Regions from separate parts of the Mus musculus genome. Here region 1 is linked to region 2. The links are chromatin contacts, called in public promoter capture Hi-C maps. All regions are on one chromosome and are shown on one strand. The core of a region is the stretch at or near the end of the contact, and the rest is flanking DNA. Distances in the headings are between cores, read along the strand shown.

What was found. Promoter capture Hi-C pulls out the DNA fragments that hold promoters and counts their contacts.
Region 1: a promoter capture Hi-C map of neural stem cells shows a contact between it and region 2. The contact joins the promoter of Nup54 here to the promoter of Ppef2 in region 2. A contact is called at or near these places in 3 of 39 promoter capture datasets (liver, neural stem cells and stem cell-derived epiblast-like cells), 1 of 115 datasets of contacts at active chromatin or transcription factors (pancreatic cancer cells) and 2 of 9 other capture datasets (adipose tissue and liver).

Annotation. Positions count from the first base shown.
Region 1 is chr5:92,433,635-92,438,123 of GRCm38.p6, forward strand. Nup54 (nucleoporin 54) reads right to left here and starts at 1,565. Exons shown (of 13, transcript NM_001359995.1): 1 at 1,370-1,565; 2 at 588-749. The coding sequence starts at 1,436. It overlaps Gm42114 (a long non-coding RNA gene), which reads left to right and starts at 977. Exons shown (of 2, transcript XR_880431.3): 1 at 977-1,348; 2 at 1,959-2,435.
Region 2 is chr5:92,254,503-92,258,780 of GRCm38.p6, forward strand. It overlaps Ppef2 (protein phosphatase, EF hand calcium-binding domain 2), which reads right to left and starts at 1,776. Exons shown (of 17, transcript NM_011148.4): 1 at 1,541-1,776. Naaa (N-acylethanolamine acid amidase) reads right to left here. Exons shown (of 11, transcript NM_025972.4): 11 at 3,158-4,278.

The sequences.
Region 1 (4,489 bases), core at 315-2,814, 180 kb after region 2:
TTTTAGAACTCAGTGTTAATTGGTAAATTAAAACTACTCATGGAAAATTTCCCAAAAACCCAGCAAAGAATCCGGGATTCTTTCTACAATTATATATAGAAATACATCCTAATATATTGAGTTAATGCTAGAAAAACATCGTTACAGTTTGAAAAACAAGACAGGTCGCTGCTGTTCGTATAAGACTTGTTTCTCTTGGAAACACAAGGACAATAAGATGAAATCCCAATGAAATATGTATTAAAAAATGAAAAATGACTGCAGGAGTCCAAGAATCCCAGGGAAACGCTTACCTTCTGCTAAAGCTAATGTTTTAAAAAATATTCGGTTCCCAACTTATCATTTGGAAGCTGTGCTCTGTATCATTAAATGAAAATCCAACCAAGGTGCATTCTAATTCTTTAAGGCTTTCCAAAACCCACATCTTTTAAAGCAGCCAAAACTTTAAATATATTTGATTTGATCTTAGGAAATAAACCCCTTTCTTTATTAGACAAGTGCCATTTCTTCCCCCAAACTCTAGGGACATCGGAACATTCTTGGACTCCAGCCCCCATACTCGTTACACACATGACCCCAGTATCTACCTGCACTCGCCAGACTGTTACCAAAATTGAACGGAGTCGCCGAGGTAGTAGAAACACCGAAATTCCCAATATTAAAGTTCACTGCAGGGTTAGCGGTTAATCCGAAACCCCCAAAATTAAACCCACCGGCGGTGGAGTTGGCAGTCTCAAGCCCACCAAATCCTGATAGTCGTGGAGGCAAGAGAAACAAAAATTTGAAAAGGTGAGAGGAGGGAAAGAGAAAAGGAGAAGAAAGAAAGGTAAGAATTACAAGAATCAGCAAGAGGTTTCACAGCGTGAACAAACCTGACCTGCACCGGATCAGGGGAAGAAAGCCAAGGTGCGGACAGACAGAAGGAGCGAAGGGCAGCACGGGCGGGGGCCGAGCATCCCCCCCCCCCGGGCTGGGGAGGGGACAGAGGGAGCTGCGGGCAGCCTGGCTCCAACTTTACCCGTCTGGACCTTGAGGCTGAGACGGACGAGGGGACGCGGGGTCCCGGGAAATGAGAGGGGCGTAGCCTCCGGCCTCTCCTGGGCGGACACCCCAATGGCGGGAAGCACCGCGGCGGCCGAGCCACGCGGGTTGAGCGTGCTGTGCGAGCCCCAGGCTGAGCCTGAGCAGCCCGCGGCCCTCCCACCGCCACCGCCGCCGCCACCACCGCCACCGCCCTCTCCAAATGACTCCAAGGTGTCCCGAGTGCCAGGGCAACCCCGGGACCCCCCAGCCGGACCGATCGGATCGAGGGGGCGGGCCCGAGGCTTTGGTTCCTTGGAGGAAGAAGGTAGGCCCAGGGCTGACTCACCCGCCGGTGCCGCGGTGGCTGTAGAGGTGCCCGAAGTGCCCGAAGGAGCCCCAAAATTGAAAGCCATGTCGCGGGAGCAGCACTTAGATGGCCCCGGGCTCGCGCGGCGCGACGCCCAGTGCCCTCCGCTCTTCTGTCCGGCTGGGAACCGTCAGGCGGTCCGTACCATTAGTTCCGCCTCCTTCCCGGTCTAAGCGGAGCAGGCAGGAACCAAGCAAGGATGGAGTGGGTGGGATGATCGAACGGGAACGCCTACCACCGATCACTTCCGGGGGTGTGTTTGTGGCTTTCACGTGGTGTGGGGCGTCACCACAAAGGGGAAGTGATGAGAAGTTGGACATGGGGTGTTGTATGGTGGCTCTCTGAAGCCACTTTAGAGAAGTGACAGTGTGCAGGGACCGCGTGAAAGTACTGCCCTTACCTCTGAGGAGCGGTCCTTCCCGGAGGAAAGGAGGTTTGAGTAGATAAAGCAGTTGAGAAAGAGGCATTCGAGAGTGATGGAAAGATGATGGCGATGGTGGTAACACGTGTGTTAGCTATGTGGAATGCACGCTAGTAATTGTTTTTGCATATTTTTTTAAACCCCCAGCTGCGTTTCAGACAGTTTACTACTATTGTCATTGACCAAGAAGAAGGGCTGACCTCGATGAAGCAAATGGGCCCACTAACTGGTAAAATCTGTGCCCTGCATCGCACTTCTGGGGAACATTTAATCCTCAACTACACAGAGAAGATTTCTGTCGTTGACTAATTGGCACAGACGAGACAGGAGGACTGAGGATTAGAGTTGCAAAGCAGCATCCCCAAAGTCACTTCGCTGGTTTTTCTCTACTTAGCCCCGATTCTTTTCTCCTTTTAAAAATATTTATTGTACATGGCACTGTGTTACATTAGGACATCTTGATACAAGTTTATGTTGTATTTTGAATATATATTCCTACTCCTAAATTTTCTGTCTTCTCCCTGTCTCTCCCATTAGTTCCCTAGTAATTTTACTTCATTTTCCATGTCATATGATTTATGTGTTTAATTAAACCTAGGAATCATAAATGAATTTTTTTCCTTCTGTGACTGGCTTAATTCACTTAATAATGTTTATCTCCAGTGATATTCAGTTTTGTGCAAATGACAACATAACTTCCTTCTTAGGGCTGAAAACTCTTTTGAGTATATACCATCCTCTGTTTCTGATCCATCCCTCTGTTGTTAGGCAACTAGGTTTGTTAACAATTGTGACTAATGCTTCAGTAGAGATTGATATACATCTATGTGATAGACTAACTTGGAGTCCTTATAGACATAGCTGGGTCATGTGGTAGATCTAATTTTAGTTTTCTCAGGAACCTCTTTGCCCCATTTTGTGTGTGTGTGAGAGAGAGAGAGAGAGCACATGCATGTGTGGGAAGAGTGTATACACACATATGTGCACACGTGCCTGAAGGCCAGAGATTGACATGGGTGTCTTCCTAATTTACTCTTAATTTCTAATACAAGGTCTCTCAATAAATCTAGATCTCATCGCTTATTTGGCAAGACTGTCCAGCCAGCAAGCCCCAGGGGACTCCTGATTCTGCCTGCCCAGTGTTATGGTTATACATGAATGCCACTGTGCTCAGCGTTTGTTTAATTTTAAATATGGGTGATGAAGATTAAACTCATATCCTCAAACATTAACAGCAAGCACTGTACTGACTGAGCAGTCTCTCTGGCCCCACCTTTTAAAAAAATTACCATTACATTCTGTTTCCCTGCCGGGCGTGGTGGCACACGCTTTTAATCCCAGCACTCGGGAGGCAGAGGCAGGCGGATTTCTGAGTTCCAGGCCAGCCTGGTCTACAAAGTGAGTTCCAGGACAGCCAGGGCTATACAGAGAAACAATGTCTCAAAACAAAACAAAACAAAAATCTGTTTCCCTATAGATTATGGTCAGGATTTCATACATTCTTGATAGCAGTAAGAAAACCTTTGAAGAAGCTTTAGACCAAAGCATCTTATGATCAGAATTTAGTTGTTAGAGACAAGCATGCATGTTTGTGCATGTCTGTAATCTCGGTACCCAGGAGGCATGAGCAGGATTAAGTTGGAGGCCAGCCTAGGATACACAGTGGAAGTATCTCAAACGATTGTGTGTGTGAATGTGGTGTATGCATGTGTGTACCTGTGTGCAGGTGTGCATGCTCGTGCATGTATGTGGAGGCCACAGGAGGACATCTGGTATTCTATTCCTCTTCACCTTAGTCCTTTGATACAGCATCTCCCATTGAACCCAGAGCTTGTGGCTTTGCCATCACTAGGTCCCAGGGATCTTCCAGATGGTACCAGCCAGCACAATTGTTAGACATGCATGGGTGCACCCAGCTTTTTATATGGGATCTAAACTCAGTCCTTATGCTTATATAGTGTCTTAGAGGGTTTCTATTCCTGCACAAACTTCATGACCAAGAAGCAAGTTGGGGAGGAAAGGGTTTATTCGGCTTACACTTCCATACTGCTGTTCATCACCAAGGAAGTCAGGACTGGAACTCAAGCAGGTCAGGAAGCAGGAGCTGATACAGAGGCCATGGAGGGATGTTCTTTACTAGCTTGCCTCCCCTGGCTTGCTCAGCCTGCTCTATTATAGAACCCAAGACTACCAGCCCAGAGATGGCACCACCCACAAAGGGGCCTTTCCCCCTTGATCACTAATTGAGAAAATGCCTTACAGTAGGATCTCATGGAGGCATTTCCTCAACTGAAGCTCCTTTCTCTGTGTTAACTCCAGCCTGTGTCAAGTTGACACAAAACTAGCCAGTACATATAGCAAATGTTGTTACAAAATTGTCTCCTCAGCTCCACCCCCCAAGATGATTTTAAAATGCTTAGATTTATTTTGTCTCTATTTACACGCATGTGCGGGTATGTGCCTGTGTGAGTGGGATAGTCTCAGAATCCAGAGAAGAGGGTATTGGATCACAGGAGCTGGAGTTATAGGAAGCTGTGAGCCCCATGGTGTGGGTGATGTGATGGGAACTGAACGTGGGTCCTCTGCAAGTACTTATTCTTAATTGCTGAGCCATCTCTCCAGCCAATCCTACCTATCTGTCAGGCTCTGCTTTCCTGCCTCTGCCTGTAGCATGCGAA
Region 2 (4,278 bases), core at 526-3,025:
GACACCATATACACCATATACACCATACACACCATACACACCACACACACACCACACATGCAATACACCACACACACACACACACACACCCCACACTTCTGGAAAATGAGGTTGAAGGAGCCGCACAGAACTGAACTGGCTCCTCCCACAGTGACTGATAGCTGCCACGCCGGAGGTTGCTGTGACCCAGTCTTTGTAAGTCATAAGTCACGGTGACTTCCACATTATGCCACTCTGTGAGGGAGGTTCCCGTCCCTCTGGAACTTGACAAGTCAGCCAGACCTTACCACGTTCTTTTCAATCTATTGCTCTGTTCACTAGCAGCCTAATTGGTGGAGGGAAAGTAGGTTATCAGGACTTGAAATCCAGAAAACACGAGTGCAGCCTCTCCAAGAGAGGCTTTCTCTGACTGACCTCCATCCCCAAACCAAACGGAAGCAGGAGGGAAAGACAGAGAGAATGACAGTGATGGGCAGAAGTAGGTGTGGGGCAGGTGACAAGAAAATGGCCTGTGGTCCTGGGGCCTGGCTTGCCTGTCCTTCTGATTGGGTCATGAAACTTCCAGCGTCTTTGGTCCGCAGCTGCCTAGTTAGGTACTCTGTGCTTTCCACAGACCTCTCACAAAAGGTGTTGGAGGCAACTGAGAAGCTATCCTTACTCAGGCCAAAACCATACATGAATTCCTACAGAGATCAAGGGTAAATAAACTGCTTATGTAAAACCAAAGCGACCTGTAACCTTGAACACGCCCTGAACGGTGCCTCTTACAAACCCACCTTATAACTTTGTTTACTAAGAAAAAGTCTTCAAAATTTTGTCTTGTTACAATACTCTTTGGGCAGTACTGAAAAAGTAGTTGAAAAGTGTGTGGTGCGTTTAGTGGACCAGGGTTCAATTCCTGGCACCCCTCTCCGCCCCGTAGTGGCATACAACCATTTATAACTCCAGTGTCAGGGAACCCAACACCCTTTCTGATCTTCACGGGCACCAGACATGCACAAACATTTATATATGTAAAGTAAAAGTGTGTGCGTGTGTGTGTGTGTGTGTGTGTGTGTGTGTGTGTGTGTGTGTGTGTGTGTCTGTCTATCTGTCTGTCTGTCTGTCTGTCATTTGTCCTGGGTCTTAGCAACCCTTAGAGAGATCACTTGAAAACTACTAAAATCCTATATAAACCTGCTGTAAAGACACTTAAGTTTGACTCTCATCCACAAGGCTACAGCCATGCATGGGAGTGTCTCACTGTTTCCCCAAAGTGCCTCTCTCTATTAACCCCTGGGCCTAATATCCACATTAGAAATGTACTTAATATGCAACTCTGCTTATACTGGTTTTCATTCATGGAAGCCACACATCCTAGGTTTGCCTGGATGGAGGTCCCTAGGGCCCAGGGAACCCTTGAGGATGCTCCAGGAGACCGAGGCAGCTATGTTTCCCTCTCTGTTGCCCGCAACGAACTTTTCCCTCCCATATTAAGTTCACTGGCTGACTTCATGGTCTCATCCATTTCTGTCTCACGGGCTGGGAAGTCTGGGCTTACCTTCCAGGAGCTTAGCTGACTCTGAGACACGAGGAGGCAGGCACCTAACCCATGTGTCTGATCACCATCTTTCTTCACGGTTGGTGGATGGAACTGCCTGATGGGGTCAGGTCTAACCTTTGTCTGATGTTGTCTTCTCAGGGAGCAGGATGACACCGACTACCCTGGCAATGCATTTCAAGTGCCATGTGACAATCACAATGTCCACCTTCAAGCCGTGGGCAGCAACACCCTGGGTCAAAGGAGGCCCGGGGACTGGAGGCAAGTCTGCAGAGTGTGGCATGTCACTTCTCGTTGGGGGTGGAGGACCCCCCACCCCCACCCCGCTCCAGTCCTAAATCTTCTTACTCTTGTGGATTAGGAGGCGTGTTCCCCAAGCCAGCCTGATGAGCCTGAGCTCCTTAACCCAGAAACAAGAGAGTGCTGACCCCACAGAGACCAGCTGCAGGGCGCCAGATGCTGGAGCTGTTCCACAAGAGTCACAAAGGGTGCTTCCTGCAGCCCACAGGGAGGCTCCTTCTGTTTGCAAAACTTGATTGAGAGATCATGTCTTTCCCAGGGACAGAATCCCTTCAGAGTGTATACCCAGTTCCCTTTCCTACATCCAGTAGGAAATATAAATAATAAACTATATGTAAAAGCAGAAGCTCACAGTTTCAGGGTAAGCAGGCAGAACACAGTACTCGATGCCTTGCAGATTTTTTTATTCTCCCTGACAGCGTATTGTAGTGAGAATTTTGTAATTCCGCTTTCTTTTTAAAACGCAGCAATATTATATGGATAAGTTTTTGTTTCCACCCTAGATGTTGGTGTTTTGTTTTGTTTTGTCTAGGCTCCGCCCCACAGTTACCTGGCAACAGCCAGGTGTGCCTGGCTCACTATAAAAGGGGCTGCTTGCCTCCTCTTCTCTCTCTTGCTCTCCTGCTCTTGTTCCCTCTCCTTACCCGACTTCTCCCCATTCCCCTTCCCTTCCCCCTCTCTCTCCACATGCTCATGGCTGGCCTATACTCCTCTATTCTCTCTCTCTCTCTCTCTCTCTCTCTCTCTCTCTCTCTCTCTCTCTCTCTCTCTCTCTGCCTTTCTCTGTCCTGCACAGGAGCCCCCTGCCCCCACACCTGACTACACCTCCACCAAACACATTCCTCCTCTCCTTATCTTTTTATAAAACACCAGATGTTAGGATACAGGGCTGCTTTGTAGCAGACGACTATGATTTGCCTCATGCCCTAGCAGAAGCAGATTTTCTGTGACTGTGTGATGTTTGGAATTCTGGGGACTTTTTAGAGGATATATAAATGCTAGAGCCCGGAAAGGTGGGTTGTTGGTTGACTGCTTGGTTGTGGCTTGTTAAGTAGAAACAACAAGAAGAAATTAGATATTCTGACAGCAAAGGTCAAACTTGCCCCAAGGGACTTGACATCTGTAATCAGCAGGAAGTAGTCTAGTGATAACATCACCCCTTTCCCCTCTATCCTTTTCTCTCTCCTATCTAGTCTTTAGGGAGTTGAATGGTGGAAGAAAAAAGAACCCACAAAGTAGCCAAAGTGCAGCTGAAAGATCCCGGAGGGGAGTCCCTCTTGGGGAGGCGTGCACCCAGTAGGACACTCAGACCTTACTCGTTGTAACAACAGGCTTTTAATGGCACACACACACACACACACACACACAAACAACAAAAGAGCACTCAAGCCAGCATGCTGGGGTCGAAACTCATGCACTGCGCAGGGGGCAGGGGAGTTCGACCCCGGCCCAAACTTCTTACAGGCTTATAAAGGCAAAAACCACAAACCAAAAAGGGAGGGAGCCGAAGGAATTTGCGAGGTTACACATGATTGGCTTATTTAAATGTCGGCGAGGTGATTACAAATTAACAGGGCAGTACATGCTAGTTAAGGTGTAGGGGGGCACAAAGGCTTGGACTTCTCGAGGTCAGCAGGACACCTGGTCAGTATATGATTTATGGTGGGCTATAGGGAGGTGCCACCCGGGAGGCGCCATCCTGCCAGATGGCCATTTGGTCCTGATAGCCCTGGCTAGTTCCTGCACTTTCTTTTTTATCTTTTATGGCCGGACATTCTTAGCTACAGGGTGGATCTGGCTGTGCCTGGATCCGCCTGGGTCTATTCTTCAGCCCTGAATTTCTTGAGCTTAGATACCACAATGCTATAAGACCCAAAATTATAAGTTTTCTCTTCACAGCTAGCATTTTTTTTTTTGACATTTTATTAACAAACGATGACAGGATATTATTTGGTGTCATATATTTTTCAAAAGTAGTAAGAAAGTAGTTTTATTTTTAATAAGGCTTACATTTAAAAAAATACATTAGAAGTTTACAAAAAATGAGTTTCTACTAAATGGAAACACAAAATCAAAAGTCAGAGTTCATAGCTTTAAGAAAATTTTACTCAAATTAGAGGTCTCTGCTCTTCAGAGAAAACTCTCATTTGTCTATCTATCTTTCTATCTATTATCTATCTATCTATCTATCTATCTATCTATCTATCTATCTATCTATCATCTATCTATCTATCGGTGCAAACCCTGCCACTAAGCCTCACCCAGCCTTAGGAGAAACCTGGGTTTGTCCACATGACAGCCATCTTGTCCTGTCCCTTCTTCAGTGGACAAGCAGGAGTGTGAACACAGAATCACAGGACACTTGTGACTGGTTGGGTGCAGCCTGACCTCTGAGACCAGTTATATGAGTTGTTCAAGCCAAGGTGGGCTGTTAGTGA